Regions from separate parts of the Danio rerio genome. Here regions 2 and 3 are each linked to region 1. The links are chromatin contacts, called in public Hi-C and HiChIP or PLAC-seq maps. All regions are on one chromosome and are shown on one strand. Each heading gives the region's core, a stretch centred on a gene start, on an enhancer-like site or on the middle of the called end of the contact. The rest is flanking DNA. Distances are from core to core; before and after follow the strand shown. Region 1 holds the start of rbbp6 (retinoblastoma binding protein 6). Region 2 holds the start of prkcbb (protein kinase C, beta b). Region 3 overlaps prkcbb (protein kinase C, beta b).

Region 1 (3,594 bases), core at 589-3,088:
ACTGGATGTTTTTAACCTGTCAGCCTAAAAAAAAAATTTACATGCCAATTGGGCTACTATTCCTCATTTATATGGAGACATTTATTTTAAATTTACAATCATAATACACCATTGGGGAAGGTGAGACTAAATATGACATTTTACCCTTCATGCCTCACATCAAATCACAACATATTAATGTTGAACATGCAGAACTGTAAATGAGATACAGCAGTTTCCACATTACAATGTTCCTAGCTAATATCTACTGAAACATCTAACACTTTTAGATGTTTTTGTCGTACAAATATTTATAAAAGACAACTGCAGGTTAAAAGTAGTAATGTACTTACATGACATATGTTTTGCTTGTCGACTTAAGCCCTCCAATAGGGATTCGTCTAATGATGACAGACGAGTTTTTAGGAATGAGGGCTTCATCGTCAGTGTATTCTGTAATCAAAAATAAGAATGGCAAAACCATTAATTAACACCTCTCACATTCCTTTGTCTATGTAATGAGCACACATAAACGCTGGCACACAAAATGGAGTCTTCACTACACAAATGTACAGTTAAAAACAATACTTTAAATTAATTAATCGCAATAAAACAAATCATTTACAAGCTTATAATTAAAAGACATAAAATCCCATTTAAAAGTTATATAATAACGAAGCTGGTGACAGGTTAGCAAACATTAGCTATAAGCTAACAGTTAACCAAGGCAATAATTCAAACCCCTTTTCCAACAAACCTTACGCGTTTACTTATGTTAACATTGGTTAGTATCAATTACTCGAACAAACTTTGAACAAACAAACACATTTTGTCCAGCTTACCTTCTTTAGTCTGAGCGTTGGTGATTTGCAGGTCGCAGTCCGCGGCCTTCAGCTTCTCTCGCCCCATGATCTGGCGTTTCAAATCACTGAGCGTGATGTGAAGGCCATCGAAGGTGACCGTGTCGTAGTTAAGTTTAGAAGAAAACTTGTAATGGACACAAGACATGTTTAAACACTCCTTGTGGTCAGACACCACCACCACACACAACCAAACTCAACTACAACTCGCCCGATCGCGTGGGCTCTCCCAGCGATCAACCTTACTCAATATCAGTTTATCAGCTTAACAGTTTAAGAATAATAGCCATATTTGCTCATCATCTCAACACTCTTTTGTTAAATCAAAAGGTCTCCACTAAGGAGGTCGTGTGGATTCTGCCTCACGTGAATAGCAACTGCGATTTGAAAATAGCAAGTGTTCAGAAAGACCGTGATCAAATGCAACACGCAATCTTTATGACGCAAGTGATTTAAGTCCACGGAATTTCCCAGCAAGAAGCCAGAAACTCTCCTGCCGGGTTTCAATGTCCAAGACCATATGGCGGTTAGCCGTGAGCTGTCCGTAAGGTCCAACTCTGATCAAGAAATATACAGTTCAAACGGTGTCCGTATGGGTGAACGTGTAGAGTCCAGTCAATAACGTCGCCTCGGTGTCCGAAATGAGTTCCTCCGAAATGTTTGTTCGGCGCAGTCCAAATTTCAACAACAACAAAAAACACAAACCGACGTAGTTTGAAGCAAGGCCTGAACAATGTGGCTATGAGCTAGTGTGACCAACCTAAAATGGCGTCCATCACACATACAAAAACACAACAGACTACAGCAAAACGGATACAAAACACTAAAAACAAAAAAAAAAAACGTTCCTCCTTTTATCAAAATACTGTCGCGGTAACCCAGTCTCCCCGTCGTCAACCTCGATGGCCACAGTGATGTTGTTTAAATCACAGTTTTGTCGTACTGACTCACGTCCGTGATCGAAAACAACCCGTTGACTTTACGCACACTAGGGGTTTCCGCAGAAAACGCAGGGGCAAAGAATAAAGCTGTTACTAGGAGGGGCCAAGAGTGCGCATGCGCAAAGCGCTACAAGTTGCGGGAGTTTATTAACAGCACACCCTTTTGTTTTAGTCGCTTTATTAATCGGGTTCACTTCAGCGGAATGAACCACCAACTTAACTAGCATATGCTTTACGCAGCGAATGCCCTTCCAGCCGCAACCCATCACTGGAAAACACCCATACACTCTCGCATTCACACACAAAGGCTACACACTATACAAAAAGCAAATCTGACAGCACATCTTTATTCATAAATGCAAACAGTCAAGGAAAATTATAATTTTACTCATTTAAAATATAAATTAGTCATACTAGTGTACATAGCAAAAAAAATAAAAAATCTATAAACTACTAAACTCTTTTGCATGCATAAAATGAATAATGTTGATGTTTTTATTCATGTTTATTTCTATTTTATTTTTTCTCAATGTTACTGATACTACTCTATGTTCTGACTTGCAACTTAATTTAATGTTCATTAATATAATGTAAAACAGTCTGAGTTTTTTTTACATCGCATACGATTCTAAATAAAATAAAACGTATGCCCATAATTAACATTATCTTCTGTGTGACTTTAGCTAAAATATTTTGTGCAAGAAAATGCACAATCTGACACAAGAGAATCTTTTGCAACTTGTATTTAAATAGCGAAAACATTTTAAAAGTGACTTTTATTCTAAATCGTAGACACTGTTCTTGAAACACAAAAACTACCAATAAAAAGGTGTGAGGCACCAAAAGCAACCCATATTAAAATTAATTTGAATACTATTTTGGCCATTGTTGTTATACATTAATTTTCAAATGTACTTTCTTATACAAGAGAGGCTAGATAATTTGTTTGTTTGAATTGCTCTACACTATGTTATTATTATTAATAATATTTTTTAAATATATTTTTTATTCAAATTGCTAGATTCTGACTGTGGAAAGAATATGCTGGGCAGGTAGTTCTTTGCAAAATAAACAACAATAGACAGGTATTGATGTAAAACATCATTGATGTTTCTTTTTTCTAATGATAAATGATGTAATAAATTTGAATTTTAGAAATAAGTATTAATTTTGACATTTCTTTATTCTAAATATTTAGGAAACATTTTTGGTGCATCATAAAGTGTGGTTATGATGACCGTCCAACAAGCTAATACAGCTAATGCTGCTTAAAATGTCACTAAAATGCACTATTTAGATCTCATAATTCAACAGAAAAATAAGGCAAATAACTGCAAAAAGGTCCACTTTTTGAGAAAAAAAAGAACAACCCCTTTCACCAGACTGGCTAATGTAAAAATAAATTCTCCCTTTAGTGTGGGCTTATGACTTTTGAGCACTAGATGGCAGTCTTTAATTGTTTACAAATTCTATTGCTTGTCATTGTGGAGATGTGCTCCTAGCAGCATTAAACGTACAGATATGCTAGACATGCTAAAATGTGTTTTACCCAAATCTGTCCCAAAATTCCCAATATGTTCAGCCTGAAAGTAACAGATGAAAACTAATTATGTAGTTCTTTTACAAATTGATTTGAACTGAATTGAATTTGTGAAGCTGTTTGATAGGCTAAATTAACATGATCAAAATGCTAATCTAAAAACTGTTGCGTTTAAAGAAACTCGGCTATATAATTCAAATGATTGTTTAGCTGAGAGTATTTTTACTTTCACATTGAATCACTGATATGTTTAAAACATATAATAGTCAACCAG
Region 2 (3,594 bases), core at 737-3,236, 400 kb after region 1:
TTAATTGTATTACATTTCTATTTTTAAAGATGTTTGGTGGCTAAAATATTATTTTAATAAATATCTATTTAAGAAATCAATTTTGTTCAAACGCACCAAAATTGCCTATATTCACTGAGAAATGGAAAAAAATATTCATTTTCAAAATGGGTGTACTCAATTATGCTGCACATTGTAGGTCTAAAGGCAAAGTGGACAGTTTTACACCTGAGCTGTAACAGGTCCACATCCATGGAAAGCCACTTTGACATTTAAGGCCTCAATACACTTTTAAATAAAATCTAAAAAATCTTTTTTAATATGTTGTCACACATTAAAAAGAAAAAGAAAGAAAAGAAAATCAGGTCAAAGCTAAGTTTGTTACAAGCTCATTTCATGAAACAGCTTGTCAAAAGTGAGCTTTCCAGAAACATTTACTTAAGCAAGTAAACACCTTCAAATTACCAATAATCTCTGATAATTATGTAATAGGTAGGTGAGGCTCTGAGGCTCTGTTTTCTTAGACTTGAATATCAACATTTCATTTTATTCAATTCAGTAAATATTAAAATCTAATCTAATCCAATCAATACTGACCGTTTTTTATGCAAGGTTTCTAAAACTCGGCCCAGGAGGTCCAGTGTGCTGCAGTTTTTAGCTCCAACTTGCCTCAACACACCTGCAAGGATGTTTCTAGAATGCCTAGTAAGAGCTTGATTAGCTAGGCAAAGTGTGTCTGATTGGGGTTGGAGCTAAAATCTGCAGGACACCGGACCTCCAGGACCGAGATTGAGAATCCCTGCAAAGCAACATTATTGTAAGTGCTATTGCAAGCGTGACATGACTGTTTAAAGGGATATTTCACTGAAAAACTATGCACTATTTGCTCACCCTCAAGAGGGTTCCAGACCTTTATCTTTATTCTGTTAAACGCACAATAAAATGTTCTGAAGAATGTTCGAAATTGGTAGCCATTGACATCCATTGTAAATCAATGACTACAGGTTTTAAACATTTTTATAAATATTTTCAAATATACTTTGTGTTCAAAAGAAAGAGGCTCAAACTAATTTGAAACAAATGGAGGACAAGTAAATTAATGATGACTGAATTTATGTTTTAGGGTGAACTATCGATTTATGTGTCAAATTTATCCAAATGTAAACATTGCTAAGTATAGACGCTTTCTTAGCTGTTGTTTTCTTTTGCAGCAGTAATTTTAGTTGCGTGTTCATCTTTTTTGCAAAAAAAATCCACAATATTCATCTAAATTCCACAGTCGGCTGTGCGAATTTCATTTAGATCTTCATATAAAATCTTAAATTAATTTTAATTTAGAAAAGTAACAAGGTAAGTCTATCAGGGCCTTCAATTAAAAATAAATGAATTACAATTTATTAATGGTGGATTTAACATACTTTTTAGAAGAGATTCAAGTACTCTTCATCACTATATAAAAAAGTTAACCATCAAAAAAGTTAAATAAAAAGACTAATAAGTGCATAACCTACTAAGAATATAGCAATAGGCCTATGCACAATGCATATTGTCATGAAAACGTTTAAATAATAGTCCCTAATACATTCATTAGCAGCACAAATCAAAACTAATATCACAAAAAAACGAATTAGCCTTCCTATCTCACTGTTTTAACAGCTTGCCATACACCTTGCAAAGCCCGCAAACTCCTTACCAGATAAAGTCCGTGCAGTGGCTGCAGAAAGTAGGCTGCTTGAAGAAGCGAGCGATAAACTTGTGGTTCTTGACTTCGTGAACGTTCTTCTGTCTCAGGGCGCCTTGCCGGGCAAAACCCCTCATGGGTGCGCTCCTCTCCTCTCCATCGCTGTTCGCCGGCTCTGCCATTCTAAAAGCGGGGAAAGTTTGCACGAGCCTGGACACTGGAGTGAGTTGCGCACATGTAACGCAAAAGCTTCAGACTGCGATCAACTCTCAGGCGCGATGCTTCGCTTCCTTCTCCGCCCAAGTGCCTTCACCGGTACACTCTCTCTCTCTCTTTTCACACACACACACACACATACCCAGACACACACTGACGCGCTGTTACAAGACTCCTCCCACCCTCCCACTCATTTACCTTTGGCGAGCAGAGCTGATTGATAGAGATTCTGTCAAACCTCTTACGCATTTACATTAAAATCCGCTCGACAGCATTACGAGAAGGAGACAGTGTGGAAACATTTACGAGCTGATGAATTATGAGGCTCGTGAACATTTATAATTGAAGGGAATCTGCCAATCATGCTGCCTTGTTGATACTGAATATGGAGTAGGTCGGATGAACGCCTATTTGGGTTCAAACTTAAAGGTGCAGTCGGTATTTATTTTTTGTAATTAAACTGTTCTACTCTTAAACAAAGCGTTTAGGTTTTAGAGATAACGTTATAAACATTTACTGCCATGAGAGATAAAGATAAGTGCTGGGGGAAAAAGGGTGATTTTATTCTGCATGGAGCGGGTCGCCCCCTCATGGGCATTTTACATGTTGACATCACATGACCGGTTGTACAAAACGCACCAAAACGGTACTTTAATTTGCATAGCTTGTAAGAAAAAATAAAAGGACATGAGTGAATATGAAAAATAATTCAGGTAACTAAAAGTCCTCGATCATTGATTAAACTGGCATGAGTACAAGCCAGTTACACATAAAACAGTGCACCCTAATAATCTAATTCATTTCAGAACTGCACATTCATTTGTGAGGACTAATATTAGTAAATCATGTTAAATCATTACCTTGCACAATAATATGATCTCATCTCTCAACTCTATTTTAACTGTTTTTCCGGGGCCGTGTTGCAGAGGCAGCAGTCTTAGGAGAGAACCCCATATTTCCTCCAGCTCCTCCGGGGAGATCTCGAGACATTCCCAGGCCAGCCAAGAGACAAAGTCCCTCCAGCGTGTCCTGGATCTTTCTCGAGGCCTCTTCACAGTGGGACTTGCCTGGAACACCTCTCTAGGTAGGCACCCAGTAGGCATCCGAAACAGATGCCCAAGCCACCTCAGCTGACTTCTCTCGATGTGAAGGAGCAGCGGCTCTACTCTGAGCTCCTCCCGGGTGACAGAGCTCCTCACCCAATCTATAAGGGTGCGCCCTTACATCCTGCATTGGAAACTCGTTTTGGCTGCTTGTGTCCGAGATCTTGTTCTTTCGGTCATGACCCAAAGCTCATGACCATAGGTGAGAGTAGAACGTAGATTGACCGGTAAATCGAGAGCTTTGCCTTTCGGCTCAGCTCCTTCTTTACCACAATAGACTGATATACTGACCCCATAACTGCTGTCGCTGCACCAATACACCTTTCAATCTCACATTCCATCCTTCCTTCACTTGTGAACAAAACCCCAAGATATTTGAACTCCTCCACCTGGGGTAAGGACTTTCCTCCAACCTGGAGAGTGCAAACCATCTTTTTCCGGAAGAGCATGATATGATCGTAAATTATCACTTATAATAACATATTTTTTCAAGCATATAACCTGGATTGGGCAAAAATACATTGAAATGTATTTTAAAATAAAATTCCAAATACCTTAATTTTAGGTGTATCAAAATAAACTATAAAATTCAAAATAAAATGCAGTATTTTTTTA
Region 3 (3,594 bases), core at 583-3,082, 280 kb after region 1:
CCTATGCAATCCTTAAAACAGTCAGTTTATGTAGCAGTGCGTGACTGTCCTACACATTCAATAGTGATAAACAGATGCAGTTTCACGATCGTATTCTGTAAACGCGATTTGAAGCAAAAGTGGACACTCTTTGTTTTGGGTGCGTGTTTAAACAGACATAAATACATAATAATGATAACAATAATAATATCTAAACATGTTGGCCTTGGTTCGTTTTCTTTTAAAAACAACACATTTTGTCTAAAGCCCTGCTCTCACTGTGAGACTTCAGCCACGATTTTGTCATCAGAAACAAATTTGAGAAATCCTAAAAGATTCCTGACATCCTAAAACCGGTGATCTTTGATCGTTGGTTTGACATGTTCACAGACAGCCGTTTAATGCCTGTTGCGATCAGATTTTTCCTTCGATGAAGATCTGACACTGCCACAAGATTACAGACACTTTCCTGCAGTGTGACAACAGCTGCGATGAGCTTCAATCCGAGAACCAATTGAAGCTCCGAATTTGATGAATGATGATTTGACGATTCAAACGACTGCAGAGAAATTTTTCTTTCTGAAAAATTGAGACACGCCGTGTGTAAAATTGCCATAACAGGTTGTTAATGTTTGCCGTGAGGAATAATTTCAGAATGCGGGATAGTGAAAGTGTCAGGGATGGAAGACGTCTAACTTTGGGGGTGTTTTCTTCCGTGTTTGGCGCATATTCATTGTAATTCAATTTGACTTTATGACAACTGAGATCTTACAGTGTGACATGGCAGCCATGTTCGTGCAGTCTGACATGCTACAATCAGTTAGGATTAAAAAAAAATCTATTTAAAAATCTATTTAAAAAATCAAAGAAAACAAAAGAAAATTGTAGATTGTAAGTGAGCCGGCCTTCAAATGAGCATAAAAAGTTAAGAAAACAATCAAATGCTTTCATAATAGATCTGTGCAGTGACACGTCTGTTATTTAATGTAATCAAATGAAAAATCAAAACGAGAGTAATCAGATTGTTTAAATTATACAGTGAACAAAAGGTTCATGAGATTTAATAACTTGATTCAATTTCTTTATAATAGCCTAGCTATTCATTTTAATAGGCTAAACTGTTTTATTTATTTGCAGCTTTTTCTAATGTATGCTATTTATTATATCCTTTGTAAAAATAATAATAATAATAGTAATAATAATAATAATAATAATAATAATAATAATAATGTAATAATGTAATATCCTTTATTTTTACATCCCAATGTTGACAGGTATGTATGAATGTCATGTGCTACCAGTTTCTAACATTCTTCACAATATCTTCTTTTGTGCTTAACAGAGTAGAGAAAAAAGAACTCTCAAATCTTTAGAACCACTTGAGGCTGAGTAAAGGGGAGTAAATTGTCATTTTTTGGGTGAACTAACCCTTTAATGCTTCTGGAAATGATTAAGCAGCGCTGCCCCCTCTAGGTTAAAAACACCACTGCAACTCAACACCAAATGATAGATTTATAAAAGAAAAAGGAGCATTCACAGCTCACAACAGACCTTGAAGCTGATTTAAGGCAAGATTTCTTCACAAAGTAAGATTCATTCACAGAAATAAACCGCACAACAAGCGCTAACAACATACTAAACAGGGTCACCCAGGGTTCCTCACTAACATTTATCAACCTGCAAGTGCTCTGCTGGTCAAATAGAGTGCAAGTGTGGGAAAGATGAGGTGGAAAGGACCTTTTAAAGGCAGAGTGGTCGCCCCATTTCCATGCAGGTATTGGTCAATTCATTAGCTTTAAGTGACAGGCCTTTGAAATGCGCGACAGGAAGTGGCCTCATTCATCTTACTGTACGCTCAGCAGATCTGCAGTGCCGTAGCGTGACATTAAATTATAAAGGACAGCGTGATGGATTAAAAATGTCTTTTGCGCTCAGGGCTGTCTGTGCCTCGCTTCTTTACATGGTGCAGCTCAGCTCATTAGCCGCTAGCGGGCTAAAGGCTGTTAGTTAATTCTACAGGCTCGCGGGGTGAAATGGCCCAGGATTGAGCTTGAAGAGAGGGACGCTTGGCTGAATATGGAGCAGTGTGTTGAGGCTAATGTCACACACACATATATACACACACTCACAGCTGCACGGATCCAGGCCTACTTCCATATATAAAAAAGCATTAGTTTAAGCAAAAACACATGTCTGTTATCACTTGCTCATGTTTTTTTCCTTCCATTGAAAACACAAACACGACACACAGACACACATACAAATTTAACATCTGCTTTATAATAAACCTTATTCTTTTTCATGCATTTTTTACATTCATAATTGTAAATTTTCAAATTGCAGGCCAGTATTTATAGCATTTATACAAGCAACTACAAATTACTTGCTTCCAATCTCAGATTCACTTAACAAGAAGGCAATCAAAGACAATTGGAATAATCTTAAATATGTATAATCTATTAAATCTCTAAATTGCTGTTATCATATTATTTTGCTACTTCACTCTCAATTTCCTTTCTATTATATATTTATCCTTAGACCAGATGACCTATCGATATCTCTTTAAATTTTGTTTGATTTCTTTACTTTTTTCCTATTGTTTCTCGTTTTCCATTCTTTATTGGCACCAAATAATCTAATGATTATTATTGTAAATGATGGGGACTAAATGTATCTTTGTTATACAATAAATGTAAAATAAAAAAATAAAAAAAGCACTAGCATACACATTTTTGTTTGTTTTTGGTATTTTTGTATACCATTGACTCCAATTGAGTGTACAATGTGGACCAAAACGTTTAAATAATAATAATAATAATAATAATAAAATAATAATATAATCAGCCGGATTGGAATGACCTGAGGATGAATAATGACGAGAACTCAAATTTGTTTTTAAACTGAGGTTCAGGGACACTCCATAAAAACTGTTTGAAAATAAAGAATAAAAAAGGAAAAATAAAAACAATAAATTAACAAATAAATTAATATAATGACATGAAAAATCATTATTAAGATAAATAAATATAAATTATATAAAATGTACGCTAATATAACAAAGATTTTGATCTGACTTTTTACATGAGACATGTGATCTGATTTTGATCTTCTTTTTACATGAGACATGTGAGCTTTACATGAGACATATTTTATCCTTTTGGCATCTTTGGCATAATATATATTATATTTTATATCATTAACCCAAAAAATACATAGCACTTAAAACCGCCATTAATTAAAATTGTATCATACCTTTCTCATTTTGTTCTTTTTCCAATCGCCTCTATTTATCAAGATATTTCTTTAACGTTTACATTTTTTTGTACATTTTCTGTAGCTTTACAATCACCTCCATTAATCACTATATTCCTTTCATAATTTATATTTGTACAACTTTTTAAATTAGTTAACACCCTGATCCATCATCTTTTCATTTATGGTTATTATTGTTTTTGAGGCATAACTTCAACACCAGCATGCGCCAGCACAATAAATACGCAACAATAGAAGTTATTTAATTAGAGAATATGATTAAAATAGTAAAACATTTTCTTTAGACAAATAAATGTACATTCATGCAAAACTAACAAAGTAGTTAATAACTACATAGAAATA

The links. Hi-C and Micro-C count contacts between places; a contact is called where the count stands out from the background. HiChIP or PLAC-seq counts read pairs in DNA pulled down with a chosen protein or histone mark.
Region 2: a contact with region 1 is called in a Hi-C map of hematopoietic stem cells, with 4 times the contacts expected there. The contact joins the promoter of prkcbb here to the promoter of rbbp6 in region 1. A contact is called at or near these places in 5 of 18 Hi-C or Micro-C datasets (caudal fin, embryo and hematopoietic stem cells).
Region 3: a contact with region 1 is called in an H3K4me3 HiChIP or PLAC-seq map of embryo, with 9 times the contacts expected there. The contact joins the enhancer-like site here to the promoter of rbbp6 in region 1. A contact is called at or near these places in 7 of 18 Hi-C or Micro-C datasets (caudal fin, embryo, hematopoietic stem cells and 1 more) and 2 of 4 datasets of contacts at active chromatin or transcription factors (caudal fin and embryo).

Annotation. Positions count from the first base shown.
Region 1 is chr3:34,262,592-34,266,185 of GRCz12tu, reverse strand. rbbp6 (retinoblastoma binding protein 6) reads right to left here and starts at 1,838. Exons shown (of 17, transcript NM_001193674.1): 1 at 822-1,838; 2 at 333-432. The coding sequence starts at 987.
Region 2 is chr3:33,860,673-33,864,266 of GRCz12tu, reverse strand. It overlaps prkcbb (protein kinase C, beta b), which reads right to left and starts at 1,986. Exons shown (of 17, transcript NM_200978.1): 1 at 1,673-1,986. The coding sequence starts at 1,842.
Region 3 is chr3:33,983,554-33,987,147 of GRCz12tu, reverse strand. All of the region lies in intron 5 of prkcbb (protein kinase C, beta b), which reads right to left. Among named protein-coding and RNA genes, the nearest start is that of prkcbb, 120 kb to the right of the region's middle. Within about 2 kb of position 1,832, at least 7 of the 62 cell types and tissues checked have an H3K27ac peak or open chromatin away from gene starts, as enhancers often do.